Regions from separate parts of the Bicyclus anynana genome. Here region 2 is linked to region 1. A link is a contact called in public Hi-C data. All regions are on one chromosome and are shown on one strand. The core of a region is the stretch at or near the end of the contact, and the rest is flanking DNA. Distances in the headings are between cores, read along the strand shown.

Region 1 (4,567 bases), core at 767-3,266:
AAACTTCATGAGTTGTGCATTGAACGAAAATCATGTAAAACATCCATAATACAGTTTCAATTAAACTTGTCAAATTGCATATGTATTTTCTTTTACGTCTCCACTACCTACAGGCGGAGTTCAACCTTATTGCAGTCATAAAGGGCTAATAATAAGACTGGCAAAAATCCAACAGCAATATAATGCTTACTGTAATGTATTACAGGCTGGAGGTAAAGTCGCGCGCGCTGCTGGTGGCGTTCGAGGTGCTGGTGGGTGGCAACACGCTGGCGGCGGACGTGAAGAAGCACCGCGCGCTGCTGCTGCGGCTCGCCCGCGCCGACCCCAAGGCGCCGCGGGCGGCACTGCACGCGCTCACCGCGCTCGCCGCCACCAACGCGGCGCTGCTGCCCAAGGTGCCCGCCGCGCTCAAGGTAAACCACTTTACTCACGTCTCACGACACGATAGATAGATAGATATGTTCTTTATTGCACATAAAAAAGACAAAAATATAAAACAATATTCGCGATCTCCTCCAGACAACCCGCAATGTAAGAATCAAGTAATAGAAAACGGATATTGCTATTGTTCGCGCAAAGCTAACGCTTCCCATCTCACTCCTACATACGTTTTGTGCGCGCGCACCGCGACAATTCGTCAGTTCGCTTAAGAGTTACCAAAAACATTTAAAACTGTGATGGTGAAAAGTTAAAAGAAGATACGAAGCAGTTTACAGTAAGTCCTATCCAATCTATCTCCTTTCCTAGCAAAGCCAAACGCGAACAGCTATAATAAATAAACTACATATATTTTACATACTAATAATACATACATACAATAGTAAGACATACATAAATTATATATAAATATATATGTACATACACCTACATACGAAGAATAATAGGAACATACATATTCATAATATAGATAGGTACTAACTTTTTAGACGATCTTTGAAGACATTTAATGATGTTTATCTAGGGCCATCTCCTATCAGAGGATTAATAATGAATTACTCACTTGACACTTTACTCGTTTGGTTATATTCATTACCACACAGGTAAACCATGCTACGATGATTTTTTTTAATTTTTAAAAAGTGTCATGGCATTTTCTATAATTCAGGCTTTCTTTGACTTCCACGCCGAGACTAAATCTAAGAGGCCACGTCCAACGCCAATTACTTATTCATTATTTACCAATTCAAGTTTTGTTATTTCTTTTATTTATGTAAGTATTTTTTGTTATTTTTTTTTCACTCCATGTAAGCAAATTAGCAATTGTAGCACTCGTGCTGTCTATTGTGTTATTTGGCTTCGCCTCATTGCACAAGAATCACTCGTGCTACAATGGCCGTCATTACATGACAGTAGATAACTGTTTATTCTATATTATAAAATAAATAAATTTTAAGAATGAACAAATGTTCAGTTGCTGTACGACCTGGACATCGTGGAGGAGAAGACGATCCTGGAGTGGGCCGCCAAGCCGTCGCGCAAGTTCGCGTCCAAGGAGGTGGTGGCGGACGTGGTGCGGCGCGCGCAGCCCTTCATCGACTGGCTGCAGCAGGCCGACGAGGAGGACTCGGACGACAGCGAGGAGGACATCGAGGTGAGTGACGTCACGCGCACGTCATCGTAGCAGCCCTTCATCGACTGGCTGCAGCAGGCCGACGAGGAGGACTCGGACGACAGCGAGGAGGACATCGAGGTGAGTGACGTCACGCGCACGTCATCGTAGCAGCCCTTCATCGACTGGCTGCAGCAGGCCGACGAGGAGGACTCGGACGACAGCGAGGAGGACATCGAGGTGAGTGACGTCACGCGCACGTCATCGTAGCAGCCCTTCATCTACTGGCTGCAGCAGGCCGACGAGGAGGACTCGGACGACAGCGAGGAGGACATCGAGGTGAGTGACGTCACGCGCACGTCATCGTATCAGCCCTTCATCGGAACTAAACAAATAAAACTACCGTTATATTGGACCGTCGGCTAGTTTACTATAAGGAATGACCCCGACGTGATACTCCTCTACAATACCCGTACTGTTCGTCCCCAGATCGAGTACGACGACCGCGCCAAGGTGACTCCTATCAAGGCGGTGGCGACGCCTGCGCCGGCGCCGCGCCCGCAGCCCGAGGACGACGGGGAGATCGACGTCGACATCGATGCCATATAGACGCGCCCATGTACCCCCACCCCTACCCCTACCGCACCTCCCCCCAGTAGTTCCACACGCACGACATTTGTCAACGTATGCTATTGATACCGTCAGTGATTTTTTTTAATTCATATAAAAGGATCACTTTAAAATAGATATCTATACTTGGATATAGATTGGGATGATTTGATCGCCTTCTGATGACTGTCGGATAGTTACTTCACAAATTTTGTCTTTGTCATTATAATAGAGAAAAAAGATTTGTATTTTCTTTATGTAAATAATTTAAATTTCGCTTTTCATATATTAGCATATTTACATTTGAAACTGTTGGCTTAAAATATTATAATTAAATTATAAAAAAGGAAATTAATGTTAACTTTGAATCAAACACTGCATATTGAAAGAAATATAACACATTTTGCAGTCTATCGAAAGTCACATTACAGAACTTAAGATAAACCTTATAAATAAACCAATAAAATCCAATGTTCTTGATCGCTTATCCAATCAAGCTTTAGACAAAAAGAACAGTTTATTTACAAGCCTTGCCCTGATATTTAAAATGTTGATGAAATCAAAAATGATACAATGCAAACGTATGAAACGGGTGAAACCGCGTACAGTCTACTAGTTTGATATAAAGTAAACTAACTTGCGATTAGACTATCCGAGACTTATCAGAATGTGTACACTGCCCCTTAATATTATGTGTTAATTATTGATTAACAAATAATATTAAGGGGCAATTCGTAATTAATAATTACACATAAATAGTTAGAACTAAAAATAAAACTCTTTATTATAATAAAGTTTTTTATTTTTGAATACTGGCGATGTCAATGCATACGCAAAATGTTATAAACTTTAAATAAACAATTTTCCTCCCCTCCTAGTTCAATGGAACATGTTACCAATAAGCTTAGCGTAGAAGTCGACGTGCGCTGCATTTTTACTGTAAACATTACCTAATAGTAGTCGTTCTACTTGTAAGTAAAATTAGAAACATTTTAAATCTCAAAAACTAACGAACGTAGGACAGAGAAACAGCTTCTGGTAAAAAAAGAACATTTGTCTTGAAATACGTTGATTTATACATTTAATTAAATCTCTGGTAACAAGAAATTGTTACTAAATTATTTTAAAGTACAAGGGCTATAAAATAGACTGGAAAGTTGATTCCAGATCCAATTTTTGCTATTACTAAAACTAGTAATAGCAAAAATCTATCTCCAAATATTGTACAAACAAACGTACAAAATTTGGAGATAGCTTTGCAAAAACGTTTGTATTATATAATATGGTGAAAACCGTTGTATGTAAATGATGAAAAACAATTATTATATTAGTTTGTTTAATTACTTTTACTAAAGAAGCTGATTCTCTACAATTTTGGGACAATTTAATCTAGATATTTTAAAACTTTCAATAGTGTATTATGCATTTTTATTAAGGGTGTGTTCAGACGGCAAAAAATTGACGTGCGGTTAAACTTGCAGAGCATCCATGTTAAGTTTGTGTTACACCAGCATCGTGTTTAACACTGAAGTCATTTCTGAGTGATTTCAGCCATATTGCAGCATCTATATCTATATATAGATATACTGGAATGTCACATGTTTGTCTACAAATAACTACATATTTAAAACCATCGTTTAAGTAATACTTAGTGTTATTTTAAAGCTTGTCAAATCAAATAATTAAGTTGTTGAAATTGAACTATTAAGTAACAAAAACTAAAATATACTTTTGTATTTAAAAAAAAAAGATTATTATTTGTAACTATACTCAGAGGCACAAATATCCGCCCACTTTAACATGACGTGAGTATATTAAAGTGGGCGGATAGTTGTGCCTCTGAGTATACAATGAGCGAAAACGTGCGGCTACAACAATTGCCGTCTGAACATGACGATTACAAGCGGCGCTATATTTTAGCGGATGTTTTATAAAATTGCCGTGCAAATTGATTCTTAATACGATAAGATATTTATAGATGTATCATAGCCGTGTACCCGTATAGTAGTCTGTAGCGATGTATCGATAAATGTGCTTTGGAAACTGGCGGACACTCGTTTATTGTTACTTTCATTATTACAATAAAGAATATACCTAATAAATAATGGAAAAATATGCATTGGAACCTTGTATGTATTTTTAAACAATAAAACATAAAATATGGTTTATTTACACGGATTATTAATGTTATTAAGATGCCAACCTTGGTACCTTTTCTTTTATACAGAAAAACCATAAATGAAAAACTAAATTACTCAAGATTGTAATTATTTGATACAAGAGACATGATGTTGTGGTAATAAATGAAATATTGATTTTATAATATAAAGTAACAATTCATGATGTGTTTCGCTTATAAGGCCAGGGTGAACTAAAAATCACCCTTTTCTCTATCCCCCGTTATATGTT
Region 2 (5,213 bases), core at 1,876-4,375, 36 kb before region 1:
CATATCCCTTGGGCTATCACGGCTCCGTTTTACCGCACGTTTTTTAAGTGCCTCCGCTATTTTAGCCCAGGATCCGTTTATCGTTTTTACAATTGATTACTATCAAGTTAATATTCTGTGAGTAACTTTTTTATTTACGAAAATTCTGGATTCTGGTAGGTAACTTACCAGGTAATAAAAATTTTGCAGCGTCGGAACGAGATAATGTACCACGCAATTTGTAGCGCACTGTGGTTGTTAAGTTGTATAACTATTAATTAGACAACAGTAAAAAAACAGCTGGTTAGTAACAATTTTTAATACCCTCGCTATTGATACAAGTTGGGAGGAGGGGAATTTACCCAAAAGTTTACTTATGCCCTGATTTATAAAGAGATAGTGAATGCAGTTTCTATATCTAGTCGATCGCGTAAAAGTAAACTTGAAGTTATGAAGAATTTAAATTTAGATACCTCAACACGTTTCCGCAAGGCCACGGGCGATGTGTAGACGCGCCCCTCCAGCCCGCGGGGGGAGATCTCCTTCTTTACTACTTCTGTGGCCTGCAGTTAACAAAATATAGCATTTAAAGAAACAGATATCCTAACATTCCATGGAAACGCCGCGCGGGTGCCCGGTCCATCGCGTGGTCGAGAAAAACTAGGTAAGGACTTCAAAAAAAAGGTCATCATGCGAGTACTACACAAATAATGCAAATCATCATCATCATTAACAATTCATATTGGGCTCACTGTTGAGCAAGAGTCTCCTCTCACAATGAGAGGAGTTAGCCTAATAGTCCACCACGCTGTCCCATTGGAGATTGGAGGACTTAAGATAGAGAATTAAGACAGTTATCAGGTGCAGTTTTCCTTGGGATTTTCTTTTAAATGTGAATACAATTAATGAAATCAAATTAAATTATTTCAACTTGGGTTCTATACATAGCACTATTAAAAAGTCAGTTCTTCAATTCTCAGAAGTGGTGGTAGCGACTCAATTCAACAAAATGACTATGATGACATCATTTTGTTGAAATAACCATGTCATCATTATCAACCCATAATCGGTTCACTACTGAGCTCGAGTCTCCTCTCAGAATGAGATATGTTAAATGTTGTAAAAACCAAAAAAGCACTGTCATTTGATGTAGGGGCTCATATTTATAGTTGTACACAGAGATATATAATTACTGTAATAAGAAGAGCCAGCAAGAAACTTAGCAGATGAATGTACTAATCCTGCCTACTGCATTCAAAGCCATGGGTTCAGTTAGTCTGATAAATTCGTTGACGACACTCCCATGATGTGGGCGATGGAGGGAAAGACTGGGTGTGAAATAGTATGTGTTCGGAAGTGTGGTGCATCAGTCGTGGGTTTTCCATTTATCACTACACACCCCGGCCCACGCGGACAATGGGGAGTGTTACGAACGAAGTTGCCAAGCTATACCACAATTGGAAAATATTCATGTGATGTATAAGGTAGTTTTAGCTATTAACCCAAAGGTTTCTTACCCACTGCAAGCTCCAGTTCTCATTATTACATTATTTAATTATAGCCTAACACAATTATATAGTCATATGTACTTATCATAATGTGAATAAAATAAGTAAAATAAAATTCACAAGTTTATAACTCAAAACCAACTGTGGTTTATAATGTGCACTATGGTTAGGCTTAATTTCAATATGTTATGTACAGTAATAAATAAAATTTAAGTTAAAATATGACATTACTTGTGAAATGGTTTTGAAGGCTGAGGTCTGGCCAAGTTTAGAACTTTTGTCTGCAAAACTTTCTGCTGCATCTTTGGCTGTTTTTGAAATGTCTTCAGTTAATTTTCCTGTAATCAGAAGTTACACCTAACATACAATATTGAACCAGTCAATAATATTATACTTTGTCTGTCAATCGCCTGCCAGCTTGGTTGTGGTGCTATTGGTTGACATTTGTCTATTTATCTTCCCAAAATACATTGTTTGGTCACCTCGGTTACGTTAACTTCTGTGTATTCAGCTAATAAATTAAGAACATGAATCAAAATAAATATATACCACATTGTCATACCATTCTTATTTTCCTTTATTAGGTAATATCATAAATAAGTATGACAAATCAACAAGGAAATTGAAAATACATTACTTTAAGTGTCAGTTAATAGTTTAAAGGAATAACATATTGATTTCAAGAATTTTCTTATTGATCACCTTGGTTGAAATTATTCTTATTTATATTGAGCGTTCTGAACATAAATTACCTGCTTTTTTCGCAATTTCTGATTTGCTCGCCTCCTCCAGGACATGGCCTACTTTACCCTTAATGCCTTCTAGAGTTTCCTTTAAAACTTCTGATCCTTTAGATGCTTCTGACTCAACAGCGTGGAACTTTCTCCGAGCCGCCTGCAAAGCCTCTGAATTCTCAAGTTTCTCAGCTTCTTCTCTAAACTTCTTTATATTTTCCTTCATGTCTTTGTTCTTTGCCATCTCATCTTTTATATTCTCTATGATGGATGAGAAGAATCCCTTCCGCGCTGAGTACTGACGACATTCTAGTACTGTTGACTAGAAGAAAGTTTTGGTCAGTGAAAATATTCAATCATAATATTATATAAAAAAATGGAAAACTTTAAGAGTATGAACTGATGATTTACTAAATGGAATTAAGTATTTATTACCGAGTACTGAAAGGTAAATAGATCGGTAATCCACAAAATATTGCTGTGGAAAACGGAAAGCAACATTAACTTTGCCAAATGAATGAGTTGCAGTAATATCAGTTACCTGATCAGGTTTGATAGTAAGCACTGGAGTTTTTACATTTATCGTCACTGCACACTTCCAGCGACTTGGATTATTAATTAACTGTCGACATGCATGCTGAAACCCACAAATTAATAGTTATGTACAATTAAGTAAATTTACTCTAACATAACCTAACCCTAAATCAGAACACTGAATGTTATTCACCATATTTATTTGAACTCCCAAAATCTGTGATATACGTCACTTGAATTTTATTTTATTACACCGACGTAATTGTAAATTGTATTAAATATAGTTTATTTAACCCGAAAAATCGGTTTTACTTTTTATTTTATGTCACCTACAAATCATTGCCCATTTTTTCTAAAGAACTGCCACAGATGACAGAGAGGAGAGAATAAAATTATTATGAATTGACAGAATTATGACAATTGACAGATATGGATTACATAATTTTGCATCTATTTCCAAGATCTAAAAAACCACGGACGTCAAAAGCATCGCACTCTCAGACCAATTACAAAAGGAACTGACTCGCTAGACGAAAAATCAATCATCTGCGTTCTATAGTTCACGCGCTGTAGTGTGGTGCAAGTGACAGTTGCCTGTATGTCGTTCAGAATACGTACTATTATCGTTGAAGAGTCATGATAGCCCAGTGGATATGACCTCTGCCTCCGATTCCGGAGGGTATGGGTTCGAATCCGGTTCAGGCTTGGTCCAGGGCATGCACCTCCAACATTTCAGTTGTGTGCGTTTTAAGAAATTAGAAGGAAAAACATCGTGAGGAAACCTGCACACCAGAGAACTTCTTAATTCTCTGCGTGTGTGAAGTCTGCCAATCCGCATTGGGCCAGCGTGGTGGACTATTGGCCTAACTCCTTTCATTCTGAGAGGAGACTCGAGCACAGCAATGAGCCGTATATGGGTTGATAACGACGACTATTTATCGTGAATCGCGTCAAAATTTCAAGAGTGAAACGAACTGTATCCGCACCAAATTACAGCAACTTTAAAAAGTTTATATAAACTGTTTTTATAAAATCAATATTTTCTAAAAAATTGTTTCCTAAAAAAATGGTTTGTGTAGTTAAATAGTGTAAAAACGGTGAAAACTTCTAGTTTACTAAAAGATGAAGTTTAATCTGTAAGTATTAAATATATTAAAAGTGTTTGTAAAATCTGGATAGTTGAGCGGATAAAAAAAAATATCTAAAACGAATCGATTCTTTAGCCGGAACAGCAAAACATCTATCAAGTAATTGAATATTCTGTGTAGCGGTGGGATGAAAATGAAAAGATGATGTATTTCCTAAAATTATATTAGTGTCTGTAAAATGCGTTAAAAATTTTTAAACATGGACAGAGGGGTAACGTGTAGTCCCGATCTAATTCGTCAGAGTCGAGTACAGATGAATATTTTAATTTTCTACTACTCCGCCAAGATTCCTATCCATAGATACTCTTAGATAATAATTATCTATGTTGTCAAAGATCATATCCAAAGGCATTAAATCGGGCGTCAATTGGAGTTGTGTGGTAGCAGTTTATAAAATAACAGATTGTAGATGACACCTATCATTTTACATAGACCATAAATTACACTATTCATAGACTAATTTCATCTACTTCCTGTTATTTTTCCGAATCACTATAATCAAATTTGAAATTATTATTTTATTTTAAACGATACAAAGACTCACAGTAAATTTATTGTTTTTGATTAGCGTTTAAAACATTAGAAATGCAATATTTCCTTAGCCAAAATTCGTCATTCCTAAAACATGTAATGTTCGTTGTTTCGCTTTCGAATTTAAAAAAACCTTCGTTTCCGGTGTGAAGGCAGTTCTAGAAAAGTAAAAACAAGAAAGTGCATTGTGTTGTGTTGTTCATTTATTTTCTGTCGTATTTTTTAGCGAATTATAGTATTCATTTTATGTTATTTCTGATTAATTATTATCATTGATTAGTTAAAGAATTCAGGCTGATTAAATAGTGTGACTACGCATCGTCAGGAGGAAGGTACTCGTCAACTATATCGAATATCTTCTGTCCAACCAATCCATATTTACATATATAGGTGCATAGCTAGTAGAGTCAATAGTCAGATCAGATACCACGTTTTCGCCAGCTGGTGCGTACGTTTCGGCTTAAATAAAATGTTTAAATAGCGATAGTTTGCTTTATTATAGTGTATTTATTATAAAGAGCTGATGATAAAGTTGTAGTGTAGAGGTAATTGGTTTGTGATAATGTGGTGTTACGGCAGGTTGGTGGCCGGCTAGTCGAGTGCTCCTACGGTGCCAGCTTTGAAGAAGGATCAACAATTCATCCCATCTGCGAGCTCTCGTCCAGTGGGGCGCTACCATTTTATATGACTTTAGCAAGATATACAGGTTAGTGCTGTTCTAAATTCAAATTGCATTCTATTTTGCATCTTTATATTTTTGGACTCGTGTCTTGATTTCT

The links. A called contact is a pair of places that touch in the nucleus more often than the background predicts.
Region 2: a Hi-C map of whole body shows a contact between it and region 1, with 1.8 times the contacts expected there. The contact joins the promoter of LOC112047541 here to the enhancer-like site in region 1. A contact is called at or near these places in 2 of 2 Hi-C or Micro-C datasets (whole body and whole larva).

Annotation. Positions count from the first base shown.
Region 1 is chr16:909,815-914,381 of ilBicAnyn1.1, reverse strand. It overlaps LOC112047547 (eukaryotic translation initiation factor 5), which reads left to right. Exons shown (of 13, transcript XM_052885977.1): 11 at 206-413; 12 at 1,412-1,591; 13 at 2,039-4,567. The coding sequence ends at 2,158. Among protein-coding and RNA genes, the nearest start is that of LOC112047548, 22 kb to the right of the region's middle. Within about 2 kb of position 2,016, at least 7 of the 8 cell types and tissues checked have open chromatin away from gene starts, as enhancers often do.
Region 2 is chr16:946,061-951,273 of ilBicAnyn1.1, reverse strand. LOC112047541 (mitochondrial import inner membrane translocase subunit TIM44) reads right to left here and starts at 3,125. Exons shown (of 7, transcript XM_024084678.2): 1 at 2,949-3,125; 2 at 2,763-2,858; 3 at 2,240-2,543; 4 at 1,719-1,825; 5 at 453-542. The coding sequence starts at 2,951. LOC112047547 (eukaryotic translation initiation factor 5) reads left to right here and starts at 4,583. Exons shown (of 13, transcript XM_052885977.1): 1 at 4,583-4,766; 2 at 5,014-5,140.